Regions from separate parts of the Gossypium hirsutum genome. Here region 1 is linked to region 2. The links are chromatin contacts, called in public Hi-C maps. All regions are on one chromosome and are shown on one strand. Each heading gives the region's core, a stretch centred on a gene start, on an enhancer-like site or on the middle of the called end of the contact. The rest is flanking DNA. Distances are from core to core; before and after follow the strand shown.

What was found. A called contact is a pair of places that touch in the nucleus more often than the background predicts.
Region 1: a contact with region 2 is called in a Hi-C map of leaf, with 1.6 times the contacts expected there. The contact joins the promoter of LOC107940563 here to the promoter of LOC107951302 in region 2. A contact is called at or near these places in 2 of 34 Hi-C or Micro-C datasets (callus and leaf).

The regions. Positions count from the first base shown.
Region 1 is chrA12:84,694,380-84,697,658 of Gossypium_hirsutum_v2.1, forward strand. It overlaps LOC107940563 (histone-lysine N-methyltransferase EZA1), which reads left to right and starts at 1,695. Exons shown (of 17, transcript XM_016874009.2): 1 at 1,695-1,867; 2 at 2,305-2,406; 3 at 2,620-2,894. The coding sequence starts at 1,829.
Region 2 is chrA12:84,456,271-84,459,493 of Gossypium_hirsutum_v2.1, forward strand. LOC107951302 (probable pre-mRNA-splicing factor ATP-dependent RNA helicase DEAH2) reads right to left here and starts at 1,753. Exons shown (of 7, transcript XM_041082908.1): 1 at 1,304-1,753; 2 at 961-1,163; 3 at 1-860. The coding sequence starts at 1,582.

The DNA.
Region 1 (3,279 bases), core at 445-2,944, 240 kb after region 2:
TAAGGAAATATGTAGTGTAATAAAATGAAAATAAAAACAGATTCGAAAATGTAAAAATAAATTTAAGAAAATAAAATAAATGGATAAATCAAATATTTTTAAGCTTAGCCTTAGCCTCGGTGTACTCCAATCTTGAATCGATCCTTAAAATAGGTTTTCTCTCCCAGGCGATAAGCTAAGCTGGTTATAGGGACTAACAACATCTCAACTACCAACTTTTCCGTTTGTAGTCGTTCCTGATACGACCTGTAAACTGACTCTTGCCAAATTTCTAACTGCAATAAACGTGTTATCAATTTAAAATTTCGACAGCCTTGCGATTTGAAAAGCCTAACTCGAATCAACGGCCTCAACCGCGTGGGTCATTTAAATCTGATCTCTATCTCCCTTGACAAAATCCAATTGGTTTTTTCTACCTAGACACGCCAATTTGTTCGCTGGAATTTGAACACAGTACGGTCGATTCAACTTCCCAACTGTAAGCAAAACAACTCCAACTCAACATGCACTTTTTGAATCGAAGATGAATCAACTTTAAGGGACGAATTTGTACTATCTCATATACTGGAGAGAAAGAAAATATTGTGATGAGAGATTTTTTTGAGTGAATTCGTATCTCACGATTATTTTATTGGAACAATTTTTGAGCTAAAGCTGAAAAAGGTTTAGTTAATTATGACATAATGAAAAGAAAAATAATTGAAATGACATAATGAAAAGTGGCGCAGGTAATGGAAAGAAAAAAAGAAAAGAAATTATTAAAGCCTAAAATCAAGTGTGTAATTAGGTGTAGTCACTAGGTATTTATATTAAAATTTAGTTAGATTTTTTTTTAATATTATTATTAAATAATCCTAAATATTATTAATAAATAATTTTAAATATTATCACTAAATAATTCAAAATTTAAAAATCAAATTTATATTAGATATTAAATTTAAACTAATTATAGAGTTATAATAATATAAAAAATCATTCAATCTTTATCCAATCACTTTTTAAAAAAAATCTTCAACCCTTCAATCTTTATCCAGTCATCTTTTTATATTCAATCTTTTAATCAAGCCCTCCTCTTTGCTTTTTGTTTTAATTTAGCCCTTTTCTGTAAGAGTTTGAATTCAGCAGACCAACTTCATTCCTGATAAGAAAAATCTAAATTTAATAGTATTTTATCTGATAATTAGCCAAGAATAAATATTTTAAAAATATGAATTTATTTTGCTATCATGCACTAACACATTAAAAAATACATTACAAAATATTTATATTAAAAACACTATTATAAATATAATAAATATTTTATTATATTAAAATATACAAATAAATATAATAAATGTTTTATTGTATTAAATATAAATTTTAAAATTTTATATTTTGGGTTGGATTATTTAGTTGAGTAAATTTTTTTTAATATTTTGAATAATAAATTTAATTATTATTAAGTTAGTGATTTAATAGAAGGCACCAAAATTTGTTTTCTTCCATACACTTGTTTCGTTAAAAAAACACACATTTCGTACAGACAGGTATGTAATTTGGGCCTTCACTTAAAGCCCATTGCGTAAGCCAGCTAAAATTTCTGAAGGCGAAATTTATATGTAACAAAATAAATATAAAAATGAGAAAGAAAAATAAATGCTTTGGGCCCGTGTGAAAAAACTAAAAAATTGAGTCCCCCAACAGTAAAGGCCACGTAACAACAGTTCAAACGTGTCAGGCCCTTTACTGTGCTTCTTTACTTTTTTTATTATTTTCTTCCAGATTCTTTTTCACTCTGGTTTTATGACTCGGAGTCGCAGAGAAAACAAAGCACCAAATTCAGCCAACAATGGTCTCTAAAGGGAGCGACTCTTCCACTAAATCTAAAGTTAGGATTTCTCTCCTTATCCTTTTGATCTTCAATTTTTCCCTTTTGATTTCTTCTTTTTGTATTCAATCTTTATTACTAATCGTAAAAAAGTAGTTATCAGTCGCTTAAATTCACTGTATCATTTAAACATAAAATTTAAAATGATTTTTCAAAATATTATTTTGATTTTTAGTTTGTAATTGATCACATAGACTTGAAATTCCACTGAATATTATTCGCCAATGGTTTTGTGTGGAGGCTGAGGTTTCTCTCAATTCCATCGCCGTTCACTGCAGCTTATACTCTGTTTGGCTGCTAATGAATTATTTAGAAACAGAAAACGGAAAGGAAAAAAAATGGAATTGAGTTTTCTTTTTTCTTTTTTTTTTAAAAAATCCGTTTTAGCTTAATTATCAATGTCTTGATTTTATTGCTATTATTTGTTGATATGGCAGAAATCACTTGGAGACTGCTCTAGTGGTGGAGTAGGAAACTTGACACATAAGTTAAATCAGCTTAAAAGGCAAATTCAAGCGGAGAGAATTGCTTCGATTAAGGTAGATTAGTTATGTTAGTCGCTTATGAATTTCACTTTTTAAATTATTGCTACATTATTTATTTGTCCTTGAATTTCACTAGCGTCGTCAATTCAGTGTGAATTTGATAAGAAACTATTACTACTGTATTCAGCTTGTCTAAATTGAATTGATTTGCGCTCCAACCTGCTAGAGATGCAAATAAATTATATTTATATTGGGTGGTGTGCACAGGAAAAAGTCGAGAAGAACAGAAAGAAGCTCGAGAGTCATATTTCAGAGATTTTGTCAGCTACATCAAGTAGAAGCGTTCTGTGTGTGGAGGAGAATGGATTTGGTAAAATGCTTTCTTCAAGAATCCTAATTCCTCTATTTAAGTATGCTGGATTTGCGCAAGGGTCAGGAGATAGAGACTATTCTAATGGTCACGAAGTTGTATCTTCAACAAGTGTCAAGCTTCCGAACGTTGAAAAGTTGCCACCATATACGACATGGATTTTTCTGGACAAGTAAGTTGGATTAATTTATTAGTTTGCCTAATTTTGAGTATTCTATTCTGTCTGTTTAGGTACACAATACTTCTGCTTTGAATCAGTATGCCACTAGAGACTTAAGCCATTAAGTCATGGGTTAGCCGTGCTACTTAAGTCATCTCCGGTGAGGGTTATAATTTGGGGGGGGATTTCATGAAAGGGCTTGATAACATGTTGAACACCAAGATTAAGCCATTTGGAAAAATTAGCCATGTTATTAAGCCCTCAAGGTTTTGTTACTGATATTTAGTTCGAAGTTGGAGATTTCAGCAGCACAAGCATCCACACATGAATCTACCATTGTTCCTCGGGTCATCTTGTTTCCCATGAGATTTTATTTTTGCTTGTCTTATCTTAAATA
Region 2 (3,223 bases), core at 503-3,002:
CATCAATTCCTAGTTTCTTCAAGGTGAGAACTGTATTTGCAAGGTTTGAACGTAATATTTCAGGATAGGTCTGCGGCTGGAGATCATTATTAAAACTCTTCTCAGTGTAGAGCCTGAAGCATTTCCCAGGTTGTGTTCTTCCAGCACGTCCAGATCTTTGATGTGCACTTGCCTTTGATATAGGAGATACCAATAAGGACTCAACACGCACTCGTGGGTTATAAACTTTTTGTTTAGAAAACCCAGGGTCAATAACATAAACAATGCCATCAATAGTCAAGGAAGTTTCGGCAATGTTTGTAGACACCACAATCTTCCTTCCAGGAGGGCCACCCTCCTTCACGGGAGGTGGAGCAGGCTCAAAAATCTTCTGCTGCATTGCTGGTGGAAGAGTTGAATATAGAGGCACTACTTTAACAGGACCTACTTGATCCCCCATGTTTCCTACTTCTTTCGTTATTTTGCGACAGGCATCTTCGATCTCCTCCTCTCCAGTTAGGAAAACAAGTATATCACCAGGAGGTTCACACATGTGTATCTGCACAACAGTCCGTATCGCAGCCTCCAAGTAATCCCTTTCAGGTTCCTGAGTGTAGAATATCTCCACAGGGTGAAGCCTACCTGGAACCTTCATAAGTGGTGCACCATTAAAATAACCCTGAAACTTTTCAGCCTCTAGTGTAGCACTCATAACAACAAGCTTAAGGTCAGGTCGATTCTTTAAAACTTCTTTCAGAAGCCCAAACAGCACATCTGTAGCCAAAGTTCTTTCATGAGCTTCATCGAGAATAATCACTTTATATCTTTCTAAAAGAGGATCTGTCATCGCTTCCCTTAAAAGCATACCATCTGTTAAATACCTGTCATACAACAAAAACAAAATAACCTTAATCGTCTCCTATTCATATCCATTTCTATACCATTAATACCAAATAAAAATCAGTAAAAGTCAAAGCTTACTTCAAAACAGTCCTTGCACTACTGCAATCCTCGAAACGAATACTATAACCCACCTCCTCTCCAATAGTCACATCCATTTCTTCAGCAACACGACGCGAAACAGACATGGCAGCCACTCTTCGAGGCTGGGTACAAGCAATCATCATTTTCCTACGTTTATCCGGAGTTTCTATATCAACGGCGTCCAATACAAACTGAGGAATCTGCATAACACCAAAAAAAAACCCTAAAATGTAACTACCTATATTTTTTTCCTCAAAAACAGAAAGCCCACAACAATTGTTCATAGATAGTAAATCAAATTTCAATTTTTCAAAAACACACAGCTGAAAAAAGTACTAACCTGAGTAGTTTTACCGCTACCGGTTTCACCGACCAAGATAAGGGTTTGATTCGCCCTCAATACTTGCAAAAACTCTTCTTTTTGTTGCCAAACGGGGAGGGTTTTCCTCTTCTCCAAAATATCGTAATACCTTTGAGAATAAGGCCGTCCATTCCACTTGTTGATCGAGCTGTTAGCGTTCGTCTCCGTTAAACCTAAACCGTTCGATTTCGCGATCTTAGCCGATGGCTCGTCCACTACATCAAACAAGCTCACCTTCCTTTTTCTCTCCGTACCCATTCAAAACTCTACAATTTATGAATTTGATTGGGTCGGTTGATTAAGAGCTCCTCTATTAAAAAAAGAGGGGAAATATGAAACCCTAGAAGTGGAAATCAGGTTTGGGTAAAAGAGGGAGGCTAGGGTATTTTGATTCTCGGTTATTTATATTTAATTATTTTAATATTTACGAAAATATCACTACTTGCTTGCTTGACTGCAAAGATAGAAGTAGAACTTTCTAGATTTACTAATTGGTCCCTAGTATTTGATTTATTTACTTACAGACCTACAACTTCGGTTGAGCCCAATTCTCCATATTTTTTATTACGTTGGGCTTTTGAAGACCCCAGTTTGTTTGGATAAAAATGCAATTTTTTGTTTTTTTAGAATCTTCAACCACCCCTCAAACTCAACAAACTCACTATTGTGGTGCTTATGAAACTGTCAATATGGCAGCGGGGGTTACCGCTACTGGAGGGGCCATGTATAAGCAAGAAGGGGATTGGATCTTGGATTTAATCAATATTTAAGGGTTTGCTCTATTTTTTATATTGAGTTTTAGGGTATTCTAGATAGTTTGTTCTTTATTCAGGAAAAATGGTACCAATCCACACAAATAATCTAGAGATAGTCAAAGTCATACAAAATGTTATGAAGGATTCATATGAGACTTAGTAGATAACATTGGAGGATAAAATATAATTTTAGGGAGAGGAACCATGTTGCGGATCACATAGCAATAATAGCCATGACAATGAGTACTGACATGCAAGTGTTTGAAGACATTCATGAAGATCTACTATTTGTTCTTGAAATTGATAGAATTGTTAATTTTCGATTATGATAGTTTAATATAGTTTGTACCTTTTTCGCCTCTCTCTTTTTTTTTTTTTGTGCTTAATGTTGGAAAATTTGAATATGCTTAAATTTGTTGAATTTTTTAATTTTAGGACTAAATTAATAGAATTTGTAAATATTAATGGACTAATTTTATTATTATGCCAATAAAAAAGTCATTGTTAATGATTTACTGGAAGAGTGACTAAAATATTAAATTTCTATAATGTTAGCAACTAAAATAGAAAACTTTAAACCTAAGTAATCAAAATAGAAATATGCTAATAATTGAGTGACTATTTTTATAATTTACCCTAAGTTTTTTTATCAAGTTAGCCTTTTCAAGACCCAAGTTTGCCTGGATCAAAAATTCAATCTTTGTCTTTTTGAGAATTATAAAAGCAAATAGATATTATTACACGTAGGTAAAAGAAAATATTTTACGTTTTAAAATTTATTTAATAATGAAATTAGGTGGATAATAATAATATTATTATTTTCGTACATGTCTTCAATTCTTAGATTTATACTTTTTAGTTCTTTTATTTAAAGATAAAAAAATAATATGAAGCCTATACATGGTGGCAAATTGTTACGCGACACATTTTTGCTGAAACTATAGATTGAAAGTTCTTTCAGTCAGAGTTTTAAACGAAGTACATCAGGGAACTATATTTAGAGAATAGAAAATAAGAATTTATTTTGTTAAAATAAGGAGATCTCTCTGTAGTGGATTAAGAACGGGAATATATGCAACTTAGCAAGTATGCTGTGGAGCTTGTTCCGACTGAAGAAGAAAATTGTAAACGCTTTCTATATGGA